Regions from separate parts of the Sus scrofa genome. Here region 2 is linked to region 1. A link is a contact called in public Hi-C data. All regions are on one chromosome and are shown on one strand. Each heading gives the region's core, a stretch centred on a gene start, on an enhancer-like site or on the middle of the called end of the contact. The rest is flanking DNA. Distances are from core to core; before and after follow the strand shown. Region 1 has its middle 85 kb from the start of CLIC6. Region 2 has its middle 120 kb from the start of SETD4.

What was found. Hi-C and Micro-C count contacts between places; a contact is called where the count stands out from the background.
Region 2: a contact with region 1 is called in a Hi-C map of alveolar macrophages, with 5 times the contacts expected there. The contact joins two enhancer-like sites. A contact is called at or near these places in 13 of 47 Hi-C or Micro-C datasets (alveolar macrophages, blood, brain and 9 more) and 1 of 2 datasets of contacts at active chromatin or transcription factors (alveolar macrophages).

What each region holds. Positions count from the first base shown.
Region 1 is chr13:198,333,017-198,339,212 of Sscrofa11.1, forward strand. It overlaps the pseudogene LOC100623408. Among named protein-coding and RNA genes, the nearest start is that of CLIC6, 85 kb to the left of the region's middle. Within about 2 kb of position 3,960, at least 9 of the 83 cell types and tissues checked have an H3K27ac peak or open chromatin away from gene starts, as enhancers often do. A contact at or near this core is called in alveolar macrophages, retroperitoneal adipose tissue and subcutaneous adipose tissue, where this site is marked.
Region 2 is chr13:199,469,703-199,475,898 of Sscrofa11.1, forward strand. No RefSeq gene overlaps it. Among named protein-coding and RNA genes, the nearest start is that of SETD4, 120 kb to the right of the region's middle. Within about 2 kb of position 3,264, at least 17 of the 83 cell types and tissues checked have an H3K27ac peak or open chromatin away from gene starts, as enhancers often do. A contact at or near this core is called in alveolar macrophages, retroperitoneal adipose tissue and subcutaneous adipose tissue, where this site is marked.

The sequences.
Region 1 (6,196 bases), core at 2,710-5,209:
AAATGCTCATCAGATACTGTTATCAGAGAGGAGCTAAAGCAGGATGTGGGGGAGGGTCCTCCCCCCCAACTCCAGGCTCCTGTAGGGCCTTCTCAGTGACAGTGCCACCACAAGCCAAGGGACGCCAAAGAGTGCCAATTGGTTCCAGATGATAGGAAAAGGCAAGGGAGGATTCTACACGGAGACTCAGAGGAAACCAGAGGAGTTGCCAGAACTCAGTCTCTGCCCACTGGTGCCGAACAGAAACACCGGGACAAGAGTTTTGGGTGAAGGAGAAAAAATAGCTTTATTGGAGTTCCTTTTGTGTTGCAGCAGAAACAAATCCACCTAGGAACCACGAGGTTGTGGGTTCAATCCCTGGCCTCGTTCAGTGGGTTGAGGATCCGGCGTTGCCCTGAGCTGTGGTATAGGTTGCAGATGTGGCCCAGATCTGGTGTTGTGTGGCTGTGGTGTAGGCTGGCAGCTGGAGCTCTGATTCGACCCCTAGTCTGGGAACCTCCATATGCCATGGGTGTGGCCCTAAAAAGACCAAAAAAAAAAAAAAAATTGCTTTATTGCTTTGCCAGGCAAAGGAGGGTCACAGCAGACTGATGCCTTAAAGACTGTCCTCTCCCACCCTCCCCTTAGGAGAGATTGGGAGCTGGTTTTATAGTTTGGGGAGGGAAAAATAAGGCCAAAGATAAGGCTCAGGGTAAAGCTTGCATTGTTTGCTGGAGTTCAGTGGCCTGGTGCTTCATTAACATCTTCCATTTGTTGGGGGTCTTAGTTGTGCCAAGAAGACCTCAAAGACATTGTTATCTGTATTCCTTGAGGAGGGACCAGGACCTGCCCCAAGGCTGCGCTATTGTCTCTTGACCGCTCCTCCCTGATATCTGCAAGAGAGACCTTCCCTGATAAGCAACAGCTTGAACCTGCCCTTTGGAACTTAGGGAAGGTCATGGAGGCTGAAGTTTATTCCCTAAAAACAAGAAATGAGGGACACAGAAAGGCCTGTGTGCCCAGGAGACCCTCGGGGCCCTGTTCAGTTTCAGTAACAGTCCTGGGGTCCAGCAAGGGCGCCTTCCTTCTGTGTCAGGTCACACAGCAGGCCGACCTGCTGAGGGTGATTTATGGCTCAGGACTCTGGTCCTCCGCCTGGCACCCGCCCCCTGCTCTGTTGTGGGCTTAAATTAATCTGCAGAACTTCGTCTCAACCTCGGTTCGGTTTCTCTTGGTTAACCAAATCCAATTTTTCTCTGGGCTTTACCTCCCTACAGGAAAAATGGTAAAAATGAGCTTGGGTCAGCTGGCACAGGCCAAGTCTCTACACAAAAGCACAGCTTTAAAAGCTCTTGGGGGAGTTCCTGCTGTGGCTCAGCAGGTTATGAACCCAACTAGGATCCATGGAAGGCGGGTTCAACCCCTGGCCTTGCTCAGTAGGTTAAGAAGCCAGTGTTGCCATGAGCTGTGGTGTAGGTCGGAGACTTGGCGTGGATCCCCCGTTGCTGTGCCTGTGGCGGAGGCTGGCAGCTGCGTCTCCAATGCGACCCCTAGCCTGGGAACTTGCATGTGCTGCAGGTGTGGCCCTAAAAAAGAAAAAAAATTAAATTAAATTAAATTAAATTAATAAATGAAAGATCTCAGGTTCACTGCTTCCTCTCTTTTTTTTTTTTTTTCGAATTTCCCAGGCTCGTTTTTATTGAATCTATGTAACTGCTAAGGCCACTATGTACAGAGAAGAGGGGGAGAACTTTATTTCTTGGTCGCTTCCTCCTCCTTGGACAGAGTCTATGACTTCCTCCTTCTTGGCCTGGAGCCGCTCTTGACGGCGCTTGCGAGCTTCCTTGGTCTTAGACCTGCGGGCCTCAGGCTGGTCCGCCAGAAGCTTCTTGCGAGCCTTGTCCGCCTTCAGCTGGTGGGTGTGCTCCATGAGAATCCGCTTGTTTTTGAACACGTTTCCATCACGTTCAGGTACAGACTGTGATACACGCGCAGGTCAATCCTCTTAGACTCATGGTATCAGCCGGCGCAGAATTTTCATCAACTGCAACCAAGTTACCTTCTTGGGCATTCCTGCACTGGCAGTACCCTTCCGCTTACCGATGCCCATATATGCCTGCCCTTCCGGTGGGCCAGGGTGTTTTTCTGGCATCGAGCCCGGGAATGGACAGTCCCAGGCTTCTGGATGCTCAGCCCATCTTTGATCAGCTTCCAGATCTGCTGACGGGATTTGGCGTTGGCAATTTCTCTAGTCTCATCAGGATCCAACCAGACTTTCTTTTTGCCACAGCGGAGGACACTGGAGGCAAGCCTCTTCTGAAGTCTGAGCACACTCATGGCTGTGGCCACAGTGGGAAAGTCTGCTTCCTCTTTTAGGTCCAGGAAAGCCAGGCTCCTGCTGCAGCCCAGAGTACCTTCCCTTCCATTCATGGTGACTTAGCAAACTCCAAGATGCCACACTGACCTCTTACCTAGATTTGCTAATGTGCTTCCTGCAGTCACCCAGTCAGAGAAGCACTTTTTTTTTCTTTTTTTTTTTGGTCTTTTTATCCTTTTAGGGCAGCCTATGGAGGTTCCCAGGCTAGGGGTCCAATGGGAGCTGTAGCCTCTGGCCTACACCACAGCCACAGCATATCAGATCCGAGCTGCATCTTCGACCTGCACCACAGCTCACAACAGTGCCAGATCCTTAACTCACTGAGAGAGGCATCTTCATGGATGCTAGTCGGGTTCGTTAACTGCTGAGATCCCATGGGAACACCAGAGAAGCACTCTTATGCTTGCTTACCATTTTACAGATGCAACCCCCCTCCCCAAAAGAGGCACAGAGATGTTTAAGGACCGTATCCAAGTTCATATAGCTGGAGATTTTCAGAAACTGGCCTCTGACCCAGGTGTTACTGAGAGCTATAATCAAAAGTCCACATACAAATTTCCCGTTGTGGCTCAGTGGGTTATGAACCTGACTAGTATCCATGAGGATGCAGGTTCAATCCCTGGCCTTGCTCCGTGGGTTAAGGATCACCACTGAGCTGTGAGCTGTGGTGTAGGTCATGGCTTGGGATCCCGTGTTGTGGCTGTGGTGTAGGCCAGCAGCTGCAGTTCTGATTTGACTCCTAGCCTGGGAACTTCCACAGGGAGTGGGTGCGACCCTAAAAAGCAAAAAAAAAAAAAAAAAAAAAAAAAGTCCATATGGTAGCTTGACTGTCTGAGGCTGTGAGTGTGCAGATGGCTAGTCAGAAGGATAGATGGATAGAGAGATACTCTCTAGACAGGCTGGTAAATCCCGCAGGAGAGAGCATAATTTGTTCTTATGAAGTATTTTTTTCTAATCATTCTAAATCATTTTAAAATTCCACACAGGCACCCGGCCTCATAATGGCCAGCTTCCAGAGGACGAAATAAATGTTCAAAGGTCTCAAGCTCCCCACGCAGGCACCACGGCCCAGAAGCTCCAAGCTGACTTGTCCCCTGAGACCTCTGGTGTTTAGGGGTGGGGGGGGGGGACTGCAATGAGGGCATGAGCCTCCCCCTTGGAAGGGAACCTGAGGCAGGAAGAGAAGATTCCCCCCGCACCCCACCCCCTGCCAGGCTTCAGACACTGGATGTTTGGACAGAGGCCTCACCCTAGGACTGAGGGCTGCAACCAGACACCCTGTCAGTCTCCGAGGGGGGCCTGGAGCCTCTCTGGTGCCAAATCCCCACTCTCCCACCCTGGGGTCTGCAGCTGGGGAGGGTGCCAGGGTGGGTGAGGGGCCAAGGCTGAGGGGGGGTGGTCCCCTCCCTGGAAGGCTGGTCTGGAGCCAGACTGCCAGGCTCAGCCATGCCCTGCCAGCTACCATGAGAGCTCAAGTCAATCACCCGACTTCTCATGCCTCGTTTTCCTCACCTATAAAATGAGGACATCCATAGTCAGAGTGTCACGGAGTGGTTATGCAGCAGGGGAATTTCTATACGAAAGGTGGTGGGTGGAGGCCGACCTTTGGCCCCCGTGCGACAAGGGCTTTGCCTTGGCAGTTGCTGCTGCTAAGTCAGGCCCTGGGTTTGTCTTGGCCTGCCTTGTTTCCATTTTCAATTGAGAATTAAATTTGGATAGACGTTAGTCTGACTGGGTCTGCTCCCTGGACCTTGGCCAGCCAGCTCCGAGTAACGGCAGACAGGGTGGGGTCACTGGGGTTGAGTTACTGGATTTCCACACAAACACACACACACCCCCTCCCAGCCCCCCGTGGTTTTGGGCAATCTGCTCGGTGACGGGCAGCTCTGTTGTCGTAAGACTGGACTTTTCAGGAGAGCTTTTGGGTCACGCTGGGCATCTGTTGGAAAGGCCTATTCTTGGACAGAGTCATTGGCCATGCCGGGAACTGCCTTTTTTTGACCTGTAGCCCCTCGGCCATTCAAAGTCAGGGTGACACCCAGCTCTAGTGGCTGTTGCTCCATTGTGAGGCAACCTGGATTGCTCTTTCCTTCCAATGTTTCTTTCTTTCTTTCTTTCTTTCTTTCTTTCTTTCTTTCTTTCTTTCTTTCTTTCTTTCTTTCTTTCTTTTCAGGGCCTCATCTGTGGTCTATGGAAGCTCCCAGGCTAGGGGTCGAATCAGAGCTGCAGCTGCCAGCCTACACTACAGCCACAACAGTGCCAGGCCCCAGCTGCATCTGCAACCTACACCATAGCTTGTGGCAATGCCAGATCCTTAACCCACTGAGCAAGGCCAGGGATCAAGCCCGCATCCTTGCGGATACTAGTGGGGTTCATAACCTACTGAGCCACAATAGAAACTCCCCATTCAATTTGTAGATTCTCATAATTTTCAACATTCAGTCTGGTCTGGTGTCACAGGGAGTGGGCTGGGAATGGCCTGCAGTGGTTCCCTAGGGCGTGGAGGGGTGGGTCCCAGTCAGCACACTTTGCAACAGTCGGAGAGCAGCTGAGAATGGGCACACTGGTCCAGCTGACTGAATCGCTGCCAGTGGAAGGGACCTCGAGGTGGGGGTCAGTGGGGACGGTGACTGGGGCGGGACTGGCTGGCTGGGGCTCCTCTCCTCTGCGTCCCCCAGAGCTCAGGAAGGTGAGGTGGGGCTGGAGAAGGAGTTTATGGCCAGGGAAGCTCAGAGATGGTCACAAAGGAGCAGTCAAGACCCACTGCGGCGGGGGGGGGGTGTGTTACAAACCCAACTAGTATCCAGGAGGATGTGGGCTCAATCCCTGGCCTCACTCAGTGGGTTAAGGATCCGGTGTTGCTGCAAGTTGTGGTATTGGTTGCAGATGTGGCTGGGATCTGTGTCTGGCTCTGATTCGACCCCTAGCCTGGGAACTTCCATGTGCCACAGGTGCAGCCCTAAAAAAGCAAAAATACATACATACATACAAGTTAATTGAAGAGAGTTCAGCTTGGGGACACACATTTCGTGTGCGTGTACGTGTGTGTGTGTTGGAGCTTTTTTACTTATTTAAAACATGTTATCTAGAGCAAGAAATCCCCAGACATACCAGCCCAGAGCCGTAAACCACGAGAGACCAGACAGCCTTCAAAATATGCAGAGATGGCAACTCCTCATGGGCGAAGCCAGTCATGGGTCTTCGAGCGGACTGAGCTGCCAGCAGCCCCCTGGGGTGACTGGGTTATGATGGGGGACAGTCCCGCAGACCTGGCACTCTGCATCTTGTCAGTGCTGGGCATGACGCCCTTTTCTGAGCGCTTTTTGAAGCTTTTATACCCTGCTGGGCTCTGGGCCTCAGATGCAAAGGGAGTCAATAACTCTGCAAAAAGTCACCAGACAATTTATCCCCTTGGCACCAAGCCTAGAATTCTAATCAGTTCTTGACTGCTTCAAAGTCTTCTTGCTTTGGATCTTCCAAATTGAAAATAAATATCGAGGGCAATTACCTTCCTTTAGCCCTCTGATGTTGAAGATTGGTTCTCATCCATTAATTCAAGAAACTTCTCGTTTCTTTGGGAAGGTATTGGCCCTTGGAACTCTTAACTCAGTATCAACACAGTCCTCTAGGTTTTGAATTTTTTTAAAAGAGAGGATTTATTATACTCTAGGTTAGTATTTTCCTATTTTGAAGAAGTCTTGATCATACCAGACGCTCTTCCAAGGGGTAAAAAAAAGCCGGTTTCTTCCTATTACTGGATGCCCGCTATCCTCAGAGCATCCTCAAGAGGGCAGCAAAGTACAACGTCTGGTCGCATTTCCCGGCTGGGGCAGCCCCTGA
Region 2 (6,196 bases), core at 2,014-4,513, 1.1 Mb after region 1:
TAAGAATTCAACTGGGATGAGGAAACACGGTTCAGCCCCTGACACTTGGCTTTTCCAAATTCTAGACACTGCTTGTGGCCCTTCCTGTGTCTTCAAAGCCAGAGAATAGCATCTTCAGACATCTACTCTCTGACTTCTGCTTCCATCATCGCATTCCTCCAACTCTGACTCTCCAGTTCCTACTTTCCTAAAAGGATCCTTGCTTTGGGTTATCTAGGATCCAGGATAACTCCCCATCTCAGGATCCTTTATCACATTTGCAAGTCTCTTTTCCATGTAAGTTACATACGCACAGTTCCAGGAACTAAGATGTGGCCATCTTTGGGAGTCTCTGTTCTGCCTAACACAGCCAGTCAGCAGGTTATTGGTGACCTACAGGTGTTGACTGGACATCTTTCCACTACAGCAAGGTATGCTATTACAGGCATCTTCCATCCACTAAACACTTTGTTTACCCCAACTTAGTCCTTGTCCACATCATAGACAGGAAAGGTGGGCAACCGACAGAAAGTCAAAATGTAGCCCAGGGTTCTAGATCCTGGGAGCATGTTCTTCCACGCTTAGGCACTGGATCCAAAGATGTTCATTACCTCATCAATTTCTCATTGCTATTCCTGGTACATTTTGAATGGCTATGTGATTTGAGCATCTTATGTGGTTTTGAGCATTTCTGTTCCATGACAGATGGGATAGGCTGCCTGTTTATCAGGTCATTTTCCCCACAGCATCAGCTTTCATACAGAAGCAGATTTTGAGTTAACAGAACACAGTGACATTGGATGGAGGAGGGGATGTGAGGCCTGGACTCAGAGAGGATGGAGTTGGATAAAATCATCAATGAGCACCCAGGATCCATGAAGACTCAACATAGAAGCACTGAGGCTGACAGAGCACCTGCCATGGAGGAGAGGGCTCTGCTGGCCAACTTCTCCCAGCGCATTGCCAGCCCAGCCTGCCCGACAGTGCCCGAGGCTATGCCAGGATGGACTCTAGGGCATGGGGTCACTTGCTTTGAGACTGTTAGACACACAATGATGTGGAATGGTGTGGAAAATCTGACAGGACATGAACAGGACCAAAAGAACGTGAACAGAATCCTGTTTCCTCTTTTTGTTGTTTCTGAGCATGATTTCCATAATTTGTGAAATCACAGCAGAAAGATAATGTTAAAAGATTTGTGCAGGAGTTCCATCATGGCACAGTGGAAACAAATCCAACTAGGAATGATGAGGTTGCAGGTTCATCCGGCTTCACTCAGTGGATTAGAATCCAGCGTTGCATGGCTGTGGTGTAGGTCACAGACGCGGTTGGATCTGGCATTGCTGTGGCTGTGGCGTAGGCCAGCAGCTATAGCGCCAATTCACCTAGCCTGGGGACTCCATATGCCACGGATGCAGCCTAAAAGTAAAAATAAAAATAAAAATAAATAAAGTAAAAGATTTGTGCATACGTAGGTTTAAAACACTTTCTGCCTTTCACCCAAATACTAAAACAGAACATTCCAGATTTTAGAAAGGAAATACATGTTTAATCTAATTTAATTTTTTAAAAAGGAATGCCATTTGAAAAACATTAAGAAGTGTTCTTGTATACCAAAAGCTGACTTTTAGAAATGAATTTATTTTTATTTCAAAAAGGCTTTAAAAATTAGTAGCCTTTTAATTCACATCAAGCTTTTAAAAAAAAATTAAAGAAGCTTTTCTCAATAGTAATTGTCACATTTCAAGCCCCACATTTGGATTTTTTTGAAAAGGGAATATCTGGTGAAAGAATGTGGAGTGTTACAAGAACCATGCGAAAAAGCTGCCCTTTAGATTCCAAATTCCAAATGGAGACAAACCTTGGCGTCTCAACAGCTTCTACATCTTAATGTCATCTTCTACATCTTCTACGTCTTCTGGATCTTAATGTCTCTACATTAAGCCCACCACGTTTGGAACAAAGGGTTTCTTTGAGTGATGGGCATCCTTGATAATGCACCGGTGAGAGTTCCCTTGCGGCAAAGCAGGCTAAGGATCCGTTATAGTCACTGCAGCAGCTCATTCAGCTCAGGTCACTGCTGTGGTGTGTGTTTGATCCTGGCCCAGGAATTTCCAAGTGCCTTGAGTTTGGCTATAATAATAATAACAATAGTGTACAGGTAGCTGCTCACGATTCTCTCCTAGTGACAAAAAGACCCTCTAAACGCTATGAAGCTGGGTAATTGAACCCAAGCAGCCGTGTTAAAACAGCAATCTTTTCTGACAGAAACTAGAGTTAAGCTTTCAGGAAATACTGTGTAAGGCAAGGAGAAAAACAGCTTATTTGCAAAACAGAACAATCTGAGTTTCCTACCCTAATGTTGTCTTCTGTGAAGCGATGCTGCCTGAGAAATACTTTCCAAATTTAGACACAATTCTAGTTTCAGAATCCCTGATCGGCCCTGAGTTTATAACAAAAAGGAATATCATTTGAAAGGATACAACAAATAAAAATGTAACCAAAAGGATGGAGAGTTCTTCTCTGAGGACGTTTGCATTTTGCTTCCATATCAAGAATACGTGAACTAATTATTTATACCTCAATAAAACTTTAAAAAAAGAATACATGTGTCCTCCTTTAATCCAATTACAGATATTTATTTTAAAGAATCAATCAGAGAGGTGGAAAATGCATATGTAAAAATATCTTTCAGCATCATTTCTGAAGTAAATTTGGAGCAACCTCAATCTCTGCCAATAGGAAAATGATTAAACAAGTGAAGCACGGGCAAAAGATGGGCTACTACGCTGCTGTTGAAAATTGGGTTTTTAAAGAGAATAATATGGGATATTATAAGGGAGTATTTCATAATATAATATAAATGCACAGGAGATGTAAATTATAAATTAACTGATGTAATTTTGTCTCTAAACGCTAAGAATATTATTTTCATGATACTCCTTTTTTCAAATTTTTACAGTGAAATGTATCATTCATATTGGAAGGTGGGGAATACGGCTATTCAAAGAAATGCATTTATCCAGAAGACTCCTTTTCAGTGTTCCTGTTTTACATGGATGTTAGTATGTCTAAGTGAAGCCTGCATGCCGCAACCCTCGCGCGTTCCCCGGCCCCGCAAGGCATTCTAGTCTGACTAGTCTGCACCCCAAGGGAAAGACTTACAGAAGTCCGGGAACGCTAATCTACTTTTCAGTTACTCTGATGATTAAGTTTGACCACAAAGCAGTGCCAGTAGAGTAGGTTTGTCTCTTCAACAACAGATGATTCCGCCCCCAAGAATCACAGATAAACAGTTCACAAATGCACTATCTCCTAAACACCGTCAGGGCTCCAGTGCTCGTGTGTTGACACAGAAAGTGCATCAAAGCTGTGTGTGCAAGTTGGCCTGTGGGCAAGAAAGAGAGGGAGAGAAGGAGGAGGAGGGAGGGGGGGGAAGTGAGGGGAGAAAGGGAGAGAGTGTTCACACCAGTGACTCAAGTCTGTGCTTGGCTAATTTAAAATTCGCTGACTCGAAAATGTTCCTAGCATCCAGGATAGGGTAGCTAAGCCCGACTCAAGGAGAATAGCCCTCTGTTCCTTCTTCCACTTTACACGAACATCACAGCTTTGTCTGACGCGTCTGTATACACAAGTCGTCTAGAGCACTTGAACTGGTGCCCAGCAAAAAGGGAGAACTGAGCCCTTCTTTCAACAGGATTCCGAGCCTTAGCTTCAGGCATTATCTGCAGGCAGGAACGCGTCTGCGTATTAATGTAGATCTAGCACGGATACGAGAGACATCTAGCGGCAGTTGGGTGAAACAGGGCAACATACAGACTACGGAGAGAAAGCAAGGCGTCCTTCATTTACAATTGTTTTATCTGATAATTATTATTAAATATCTAATGTATCAGGCACTAAGCTAAGTTTGAAGGGATACAGCAAACAAAGATAAAAAACAGAATTTTCAATAATTTGCATGACATTTGTATCAGAATTTTCCATAATGTATAAATATGTAAATATATTTGAAAATGTCTTTCTTTCTGTCATCTCTATTTATGAACGACAAAACAAAATCCCACATTCAAAACAGAACATCTCTCAAAGCAAGACCAAAATATTTGTTATCCAATGGTAAGACAATGATTTTCAAAAAGTTCTAGAAAATAAAAGCAAATGCTATATCAATAATTCCAAATTTGAGATACTTGCAAGATTGTTTTCTTTCTTTGATTTTTATAACAAGTTCACCCATTTCCTCTTAACCAGAAACTGAGTATTAGGAAATAGTGCTTTTTTTTTTTTTTTTAATGTCCACGGCCGCAGCATATGGAAGTTTCCAGGCCAGGGATTGAATCCAAGCCAAGGCTGTGCCATTCAGGCTGGGGATTGAACCATGTCTCTTCAGCAACCAGAGCCACTGCAGTAGGATTCTTAGCCCATGGCACCACATCAGGAACTCTAGAAATAGTACTTTTAAAGTGACTTTATATAAATCTTGTTCTGATTGTTATAGAAATTAATTTTATACCATCCTTTATGTTAATCAGTTCAAGCATTATGCTCACAAACTAACCAAAGGCAAATATAAAACTATAATACTCTGATTCAGGTCCATCAATAATTAGTATACAAAAAATTTTCTGTGCTAATAATAGGAAACTATCTCTCTGTGTGTATGCGTGTGCATGTGTGTTCATGTGTGTGCATGCATGTTTCATCCTTGACTTACCTCCCACCACTAAGAAATATCAATATGTGGAAATTCTAGGCTGCTTTTTACCTTTAGTTGTGTCCTAACGTATTGCATGTATAAAATGGCACACCATCGTATTTTCTTTCCTTTGTAAGAAAGGAAAAATACTTCAAACTCTGTCTTTTAAGCACCAGAGAGGTTTGTGCACAATTATAAGGAAGAAAAGTTGGTACCTTTCTTCCAGGCAGGAACGACGCCAACCCAAACCGCCAGATCTTATAAGGTCCATGCAAGTAAAGCAACTCAACTTAGAGTTTATCCTACTGAGGGGTTTTGGTGAATGAAAAATAGAGGATATGTCATTTATTTTATAAGCAAAGACTAAGAAACATTAAATTATTCTGTAAGTGCAATAAGTGAAATAAGCCTGTGTCTATATTATGTACATTTCAGGAGAAGACATAGTGACGGCAGTGAGAGAGTCTGGAAAAAAAAGACAGAGTATGAAACCAATCTTCATCTTATCATTTGCTCCATGGCCTTAGTACCTCAGAACGTGTCTTTATCTGGAGATGGGTCTTTACAGAGTCATAATGTTAAATGAGGTCACTAGGGTGGGCCCCAATGCAATGCAACTGTGTCCTTCAAAGAAGGAGATATTTGAACACAGAAAGAGGCAAACTCAGAGGGAAGATGATGTGAAGAGAGAAAAGGAGAAGATGACCAGCTACAAACCAAGAAGAGCGCCTGGTACAGAAGCTTCCCTCATGGCACTCCATAGAGCCAGCACTGCTGACACTTTGACCTTGAACTTCCAACCACCAAAAGTGGTAAAGAATGCATTTCTAGGAGTTCCCATCGTGGTTCACTGAAACAACCCTACTAGAATCCATGAGGATGCGGGTTTGATCCCTGGCCTTGCTCAGTGGGCTAAAGGATCTGGCATTGCTGTGAGCTGTGGTGTAGCCCTGCAGCTGTAGCTCCAGTTCAACCCCTAGCCTGGGAAATTCCATATGTGCTACAAAAAGCAAAAAAATCAAAAAAGAAATGTGTTTCTATTGTTTAAGCACCCAGCTTGTGATACTTTGTTACAGCAGCCATAGGAAACTAATACAGACCTTGGTATCAGGAGTGGAGTGACTTAACTCAGAAACTAACTGGCAAAGAACTGAGAGGCATGAGATACACAGTGAGCTGACATGACTTAGACAGTGGGCAAGCAGGGAAACCTGCTCCCAGATGACCAGCAGACTCTTAGGCTTGGCCATAATTGGAGGGGGCGGGGTTGGTCAATGTGCTCTGAGCACTGAGGGTCACCTGCACAGATAGCCAGGGGCAGCCCTTACTGTCCCCATCCCCCTCAGTGCCCCAGCCATCCCAGCTGGGGGCAAGCCATCCCCTGGTTCTGACCTCTCCATGTCTGCCCTCTTCTGTGTCTCCTTCATGTTCAGAGTCCTCTTGACTGGGCTGTGTGTCTTTTGATGCCTACTTGACTACGATCTGGGACATCTTCCACACCTAGAAAGATGGGGTGGC